Linked DNA regions of Danio rerio: region 1 is linked to region 2. The links are chromatin contacts, called in public HiCAR-type maps. All regions are on one chromosome and are shown on one strand. The core of a region is the stretch at or near the end of the contact, and the rest is flanking DNA. Distances in the headings are between cores, read along the strand shown.

The links. HiCAR-type assays count read pairs that join an accessible place to other places.
Region 1: a HiCAR-type map of caudal fin shows a contact between it and region 2, with 6 times the contacts expected there. The contact joins the promoter of nfil3 here to the promoter of sptlc1 in region 2. A contact is called at or near these places in 2 of 18 Hi-C or Micro-C datasets (embryo and fibroblasts) and 3 of 4 datasets of contacts at active chromatin or transcription factors (caudal fin, embryo and gastrula embryo).

The regions. Positions count from the first base shown.
Region 1 is chr10:5,884,737-5,888,921 of GRCz12tu, forward strand. It overlaps nfil3 (nuclear factor, interleukin 3 regulated), which reads left to right and starts at 2,913. Exons shown (of 2, transcript NM_001004120.3): 1 at 2,913-3,054.
Region 2 is chr10:5,705,827-5,710,480 of GRCz12tu, forward strand. It overlaps sptlc1 (serine palmitoyltransferase, long chain base subunit 1), which reads left to right and starts at 1,472. Exons shown (of 15, transcript NM_001020471.1): 1 at 1,472-1,544; 2 at 4,276-4,383. The coding sequence starts at 1,491.

The DNA.
Region 1 (4,185 bases), core at 1,663-4,162, 180 kb after region 2:
AAACGTCAACAATTTAATTTTCTTAAACTATATCACAGACTTAATCAATGATGACAAATACAAAGTGGTCATTTCTTACAAGCTACCCCACTACTGGGTAGGTTGTAACACATAGGGTGAGTTGTAACAGGTAGACAAAATGCACAAGCGTACTACAAGCGATAGCCAAACAACAGTTTAATTGTAAATAAATGACTGCAACAATACAATATATGTGAATACTGGAAGTGTATATTGTGTGTGTTTGTGCATGCCTGTATGTGCACATTCATATGTGTGTGTGAGTGTTTGTATACTTTCAAAGCTCGTGTTTCAACCTACCCCGCCACTGTCACCCATTGTTTAGCTAGCTGTATTAGAATGGTGCTTTGAAATTAGCAGGAGGTTGATACACCATTATTTACTAGAGAAACTACAGTCTGACCTGATATAACCCATACAACATCATCTACAATGGCAGATGTACTAAACAAAATATTATCTTGTTATTTTTTACCCCAGAATTCAATTTTCTATTGTAGGTTTAGGAGAGATTGCAAAACTAACTGGAAAATCTCCATGTGTGATTGTTAAATTAACCTGAGGAAACTGAAAATGTTACATGACCCCCATCTTATCCCTGATTTGTGGAATTGGTTGTTACAACTCTCCCTGTGTTTCAACCCGGTCTCCCTCTACTTTTGAGGTACCAATATGAACCCTTTAAGAACAAATGTGTACCTTTTAAAAAGGTACCACCCCAGTGACAGCTCGCCTTTATTTCTGAGTGTACTCGCTTGCTTTCGAAATGCATGTGCAAAATTAATTATTGTTTTTTTATTATTGGTAAAACTCTGCAATAAGCTTCAATTTGTTATTGTGTTTACTGACATGAACAAACAAGGATTTTATTCATTCATTCATTCATTTTCTTGTCGGCTTAGTCCGTTTATTAATCCGGGGTTGCCACAGCAGAATTAACCTCCAACTTATCCAGCAAGTTTTTACTCAGTGGATGCCCTTCCAGCCGCAACCCATCTCTGGGAAACATCCACACACACTCATACACTACGGACAATTTAGCCTACCCAATTCACCTGTACCACATGTCTTTGGACTGTGCGGGAAACCAGAGCACCCGGAGAAAACTCACGCAAAGGCAGGGAGAACATGCAAACTCCACACAGAAACACCAATTGAGCCAAGGTTCGAACCAGCGACCTTCTTGCTATGAGGCGACAGTACTGCGCCACTGCCTCGCCTCACAAGGAATTTATTACAGTATTATTCCTATTTGCAGCTGGAAAACATCTGCGTAAAACATGCTGGATGAGTTGGCGGTTCATTCCGCTGTGGTGACCCCTGATTAATAAAGGGGCTGAGCCAAAAAGAAAATGAATGAATGAGTTATTTCTCTTTGAATGAAGCCGTTCATTCATAGTTCACATTTACTCAAGTGTATTAACTATGGATTTTTAATAATAAAATTAGTCAATAATTAGTGGGTTGCTGGTTCGAGCCCTGGCTGGGGCAAGTGGCATTTCTGTGTGGAGTTTGCATGTTCTCCCCATGTTCACGTGGGTTTCCTCCGGTTCCCCCCAAAGTTCAAAGTCATGCGCTATAGGTGAAATTGGCCGTCGTGTATGTCTCCCCATGTTCCCATGGATTTCCTCCAACCGGGTGCTCCGGTTTCCCCCACAAGTCCAAAGACATGCACTATAGGGGAATTAAATAAACTAAATTGGCCATCGTGTATGTGTGTGAATGAGTGTATGGATGTTTCCTAGTACTGATTTGCTTCTGAAAGGGCTGCTGCGTAAAACATAAGTTGGTGGTTCATTCTACTGTGGCGACCCCTAAAGAATAAAGGGACTAAGCTGAAGGAAAATGAATAAATTATTAGTTTAATTTATAAATAGTTACTTATTACTCATACTTAAATGCTGACAGTGAACACACGATCTAATATTACCTAATGAAACTCTTATTGTAAAGTGTGACTGTTTTATGAAATAGTTTCTGAATGTGCACTCATAACACAGCGCAAATGAAATATTATATATTGTTATGCCACTGGATGGCGCAGTCGCACACATATTATTTAATATAGGTCATCCTGGGCGCCACGTTGTGCAACTCCTTGGTTTTAGGTTACATCACATCCACACCTGTTATATCATATCGACTATTAAAGAGCCATAAATTATGTAAATTGACAATTACACAACACCTATAAGTCAAACTAGGTTTGGTAATTGGGGAAAATAAAGCTTGCGGAGGTCATTGAGTTTTGTAATGATGAAAAAAAAAGGTTAAAGGGAATCGATTCGCTGTCATTTAAAGGATAATAATAATAATAATAATAATAATACATAACATTTATATAGATCAGCATAAACTGGTTTCTTTAAATACCATGTTTTATTTGATGTCTTTGGTATTTTGAAATAACAGCATACAAGTCATCTAGAATTAAATGGGTAATAATTAATATAATAAAAATTAATACTAATATTAATTAAATTATATAATATTATAAATAAAGTATATATAAAATCAAGATTCACTAACATTATAGGCTAGTTCTTAATACTTAACGCTAAAATAATTATGTTAATAGTTACATGAATACATTTCGTTTGAATCTTGTTTTAAGAAAGTCAATGGGAAGCACCTAATAGAAGAAAAGACTAGCTAACATTTGCATCGTCTATTTTTAAGACTCTCTGCTATGTTGAGTATATTACAGTTCATTCTTATGGAGTCATCATTACTTATGTGCGCCAGCCAGAAGGCTTCTAAAAACGAGGAGCGAATCATTGGCTCAAATCGGAAGATGCCGCGTTTCGATTGGTTCGCAGAAGTGCCAGTCAAAGCGCGCTGCCAATACACTTCAGTAGTGACCTACTAACACAGATCCACGAACAGCAGCCACTCCAGCAGGAAAACGCAAAGGAGAAACACAAGTATCATTTCCAGATGGGATTTTATTGCAGCTGATGAAACACTTCTTAATGTTTTCACGCGCACTATTTATTCCGGATCTCCATCTAAGTGGGGTTTTGGTTACTAGAGGTAAATGTTTTCTTCTTTCGCTGTGATTAGATTGGGTTTGGTTGGGCTCTTTGAGCCGGTAGATGAGTTATAACAGATTGATACAGTAAAGCAACTTTCAAGGCGTCATTTAGCAGTACTTCTATGTTGAGTATTATTAGATCAGTGATGAAATATCTTGTTTGACTTTAGCGCTCCTGAGCTGTTGTTGGTATTACTCACACAGTGTTTTTAAAATACACATTTATAATGTTTTTAATGAACCCCAGATATAAGATTGGGAGACGGGATAGCCCAGTGTCTGCATATTGGGTGGGTGTATCAGCCTCTCAGGTCATGCATATAATATGCATACTTTGTGTAATTATTTAAATATAAATCAAATAGTTGTAAAATAAATATTATATATCAATCACAAAGCCTTACATGTGTAGAATTGCGCTGGCACACTGAATATGTGACACGCGCTCGCTTTGATGCACGTTCATAATACCGTGCGTAATATTCATTTGGTCTGCGTTCCATAACGCTTGTTTGCATTTATTGTGTAATAGTGACTGATCATCTTACAGTCCTTGCACAATAACGGAAGCTGGGACACTTCTGATCAAAAAGACTGCGATGGCACGACGTCTTAAACGACTTTAAAAAAAAATCTGATATTTCTAATGACAATGCGTTTGGGTAATGTTTCACGCGCACAGATGAGGCTGTCCTGAGTGTCTCAGTCGGGATGGGGTGAATGCAATAAATGCCTGTCAAATAACACAACAAGGGCATGGTGCCTGTACGCCTTTCCTATAAAGCTGTTATTTTAAAGTAATCCCATCACTTCATTACAACTAAGTTTGTCATCATATCTATTTATTCATTGGAGATTACGGTTGAATACGCGCACCCCTTGACTTTGAGAAATAATTTGTTGCCGTAAACCACCAGAGCAGAGATAATATAATCATGTTCCTTGTTTGTCGAGTTGAGAGATGTTTCGATCGCATTTTTCTAGCGCCCTTTTATTGATTAATTTGTCTCTGTTCAGCCACGTGTGATGCTGCGCGCATTCCTTTGTTCCCCTGTGCTGTTAGTCTGCGCCTGTACCGGAGCCCGACTTCAAGCCCGGCTGTGTTTACAATCTGTTAATAGTGTTATGAT
Region 2 (4,654 bases), core at 222-2,721:
GTACCGGCCGAGTATACAATTTCTTAAGCACAAGCATGTCAGTCTTGGTCACTAAACAGTGGCGATTGACCGCTATCCTAAAAAGGCAGAACACTACTTACTCAGATTAGGATATTTTTTATGCGGTCCCCATAGGTCTGCTACCTCCTAAATCAGACAGAGCTATTTAGTCATATAACGATCATTACTATAGAATTAAGCAGACCAGTCGTACTTAAACTAGTAGTAACTTTGAATAATCACTATACTATCTAAATAGTATTAAAAGTTTATCGGGTGAAGGACTATCCCCTTAGATATCCTTTTACAACCTAAGTATACATGAATAAATGCCAATTTGTTAGTCGGAGCTCTAGAGACATCGTGTAACGTGCCGCAATGCTCCGTCTACCGTGTTCTAGTCCGCTACTAACCTGAACAGGGGCTTGTGGTGCTATGAAATTACCACAATCTACTAAAGATAATAACACGAACTCTGTTTGAATCATTCAAAACATAACAATTTATTAGTCAGGTAAATGTATTATGCCAATTCAATCAGTCAATTCATAAACGATCAATACAAAACATCAAATTATCAAAGATAAATCCAAGATGAAAAGATGCATTCCTGACTTTGAAATATACATAACATGGAACAAGCCATGTTATGGGCTGATCTGGTTAGGCAGAATCGCCCTGAGTTTTTCTCAACCCTTACCTTAAATAATCCAAGAATTCCCTCAAGGAAGGGGGTGTGAAAAAAGGCATTCACACTTAGTGTAAAAGTCACACCCCTCACAGTGGTTCAAAAGATGCCTGTAGTTCTATATTTATTATTCTGATTATGTCTATTTCTGGGAGAATGAGACCATTGTACCAATCGCACTGAGACATTTCAAATGATATCAAACATGATAGTTAAAGTCAGTTTGGTTAGTCTAAAACATTGAAACATTGAAATGACCATATGTGTGACTTGGGGGGATGAAGCTGAGTCTCAGCATAGTCAGATGCAAATGCAGCAGGAACTGGTTTTTCACGCGTTCCCCCCTGGTGGGTTGTGGAGTCCATTGGCCCTGTCTTCAGCTCATGTTTTGAATTGTCAAAGATATCAGAATATTTGCAATATTTCAATTCTTACAATATCTAAAGTGGTTGTTACATTTCAAGACAACACAAAACAACAGCAACAACGGCAACACACACACACACACACACACACACACACACACACACAATACTGCATTTCCCCCATAACATTCTCCAGCAGCCTATATTAAATGTTCAGCTTACCAAACGGTATGCAACAGTACAAGAAATGTAACAAATGGTTTCTTTATAACCATAACGTAATGCTGGTTTGATGGTGACCAAGCAAATGACATCACATTCAAAAACAGAGGTGGAAAATCCGACTGACGAAGCCTGCAATGACGCTTCTCCTCCACGCGATGGCGCCTCTTTATCAATCAGGAAGTCGCGCAGAGCGATCATGTGACTCAGTCAAAATGGCGTCGGGGCAACAGTGGGTGTTGGTGGAGATGGTGCAAGCTTTTTACGAGGTAACTACAAACTTTCTTCTTTTGTCTTTTTGAGGTTTTTAAGATTTGTAAATATCGACAGACTGTTCTGCGTTTGCTGAGGTAAACAGGACTGGCGTAGGTGGTTGTATTCGGCTGTATTTCACATGTAATCTTCAGTAGTCTCATAGTGTAACTCCAGGAAGTGTTAAATATGACATGAGTATCAGTCAGACAGGTGAGTTGCACACCTAATTCTACCTTTACTAGTAGCTATAGTGCTGTACCAATGGTGGTGGATTTACACAAATATAGGTTCTGCTAAAAATTGAATTATGTCATTGTATAACAAGAACACTGTTTATTTTGTTTTTATCTGTTGCCAAATTGTGTAGTAAGTTGAGGTAAAGTAGGTTTGGTATTCGCAAATTCGTTCTTTTAATGGCCCATATATTGTTTATCGCGCTAAGTTGAATATTGAGTCTGAAATAGCACGCAAGGATGACTTCAAAACAATGTTACCACTATGTAATTGACTGTAAATAAGGTTGTACTTTGATAGTCATTAACTGCTGTTGTGATTTCCCTATTTAAAATTTGCAAAGAGTATTTTTCTGAAATTATATTATTAAGCAGAAAGTCTGAATGTGCAAAAATAACAGAAACAATTTCCGTATTTTGGTGAAAACTTCATTTTTTTCATGGCAACGTTGACATTTGCATGGAATGGCTTAACTTATTTCTTATAACTGATTTATTTTATCTTTGTCATGATGACAGTAAATAATATGTGACTAGATATTTTTCAAGACACTTCTAAACAGCTTAAAGGGAAATTTAAAGGCTTTACTAGGTTTACTAGGCAGGTTTGGGTAATTTGGTTTGTTCTGTAGACTATTGAAAAAATATACAGCTTAAAGGGGCTAATAATTTTAACCTTAAAATGGCTTTTTAAAAAATGTAAAAAACTGCTTTTATTCTAGCCGAAATAAAACAAGTAAGACTTCATGTAGAAGAACAAAAAATTATCAGACATGCTGTGAAAATTTCCTTGATGTTAAACATCACTTGAGAAATATTTTTAAAAAGAAAAGAAAATTTAAAGGGGTTTAATAATTCAGATTTCAACTGTATATTTAATCGATGTACAGCTATGAGGAGGAAACAAAATCAATAGATCACTTGAAAATTCTCAGTTTCTCAAGATGTACTGAATTTTCTTCTTGCGTATTTGGTGTAAAAGGTTAATGTATGTTTTATTCTATAAGGGCTTCTTCCAAATAAAATAATTTAATTCCAAGTTGTTGTTTTCTTTTGGCAATAGGCCAGAATAACAAACATGAGGCGTTGCTGTAAATGAAAACTAGGGTTTTCATTTCTTAATATTTGACATGTTTAATATGAATATATGACTTTTTTTTCCAATTTGACCAATATTCTCTTAATGACAACATTTTTATATTGAAATTGGGAAAAAGTAATGTCATGATGAGTAGTGTGACGGACAAAACTGAAATATGCTTTGCTCAAACATGAGACTATACAGTGGAATTGAGAACTGGAGATTCTGAGCCTATTTGAAGGAGGTTAAGCTATTTTGATCATGATTAGGTGATATTTTTGTTATCAGTAATAATGACAAATTGCACCTTTTTCCAACAGGGAAAACCACCAACAATTAAGACCATGTGATTATGTGCTGTCATGGCTTTGCAATCCAAAAATGTAGTTATAATTGAAGTCAATGGGGCAAAAACAGCCACACACAGTATGTTAGAAAGAAAAATAAATAAAAATCTGATTCTGCACACAAACAAACAATGCAGCAAAGCCAATGTTGTTACTAACCTTTACATGTCCAAGACTGTAATTTAAAAGTACAAATAATTATTCCTAAACATCCCAATTTCTGTTTATTGAATGATGATTATGATCTAAACTAACTAAAAGGTTATTTCATACTGCAGCCAAGAAGGTTATATTCAAAATATGGCATGAACCCGCATTCCCAGTGGATAAAATGTGTTCAAAAATTAGAACGTTCTACAGCAAGAATTAACAGAGCTAAACCCCATACAATCAAAGCATGGTCTGATTTTATTGAGAAAGTTTTTAATATAATAACTAGATAATTCTCACCCTAGAGTTTTTCTTTTCCTGTGTATTGTTATTTGTTTATAATTTTTTGCTTTTATTTTATTATTATATTTTTATTTTATTCTTTATGTATTTTCATTTAATGCAAACCCTGGTTTTTACAAAGTTGTCGCTAGCTATGTATGCTGGCTTTGTTCTGCAATAAATAAATAATCACAAAAAAAGGTACAATTAAATCCATTTCACAGTTACCTTTTTATATAAAAAATCAGCGACATTACAAACTTGGGAATTAAAGAGTCAAAATCCTTTATTAAAAGAACATTTAGTAGTTTTGAACAGGACTAAGGATGTTTAATATATCTCTGGAAAAAAATTAAGAAATACCTATATATCTGATACATTTTTACAGTTTAATTTAGCAGATGTTTTCATTCCGAACGTAACCAAAGCATTGTGAATTCACAAGGGTTAACAGGGTTTTCTTCTATCAAATCATCTAATGTATATTGTATGTATTTAATATGATATGTATATGGCTATAATATGAAATCCATCAATGATTTCTTTTACATTATTTAATTTGTCGCCATTTTATACAATTTCTTATGAATGCATCTAATAATCAAAGGAACTGATACTATTTGTGTGTTGTTGTTGTTGTTGTTTTTTCTAGGCCCCAGCATATCACTTAATTTTAGAAGGTTTTCTCATTTTATGGATTATCCGACTGCTGTTTTCCAAAACGTATAAACTTCAGGAGAGATCAGACCTCACAGAAAAGGTGAGAGATGGATTATGCACGTCACATAGGATTCATTTACAGTTGCATTCAAAAATAGTTTTCAATAAATCTATTTTGGCATTAATAAATAATAATAATAATAATTTGTTTGACATACAGTCATATAAAAGTTTTGGAAAGCCACTTATACTCAATTATTTACTCAAAATTACAGTACAAACAGTCATATTGTGAGCTGTTGTTACAATGAACATCAGAGTTTTTGTTTTTATTATGTGGTTTATTGATGTAAGTTTTGTTTTCAGAAATG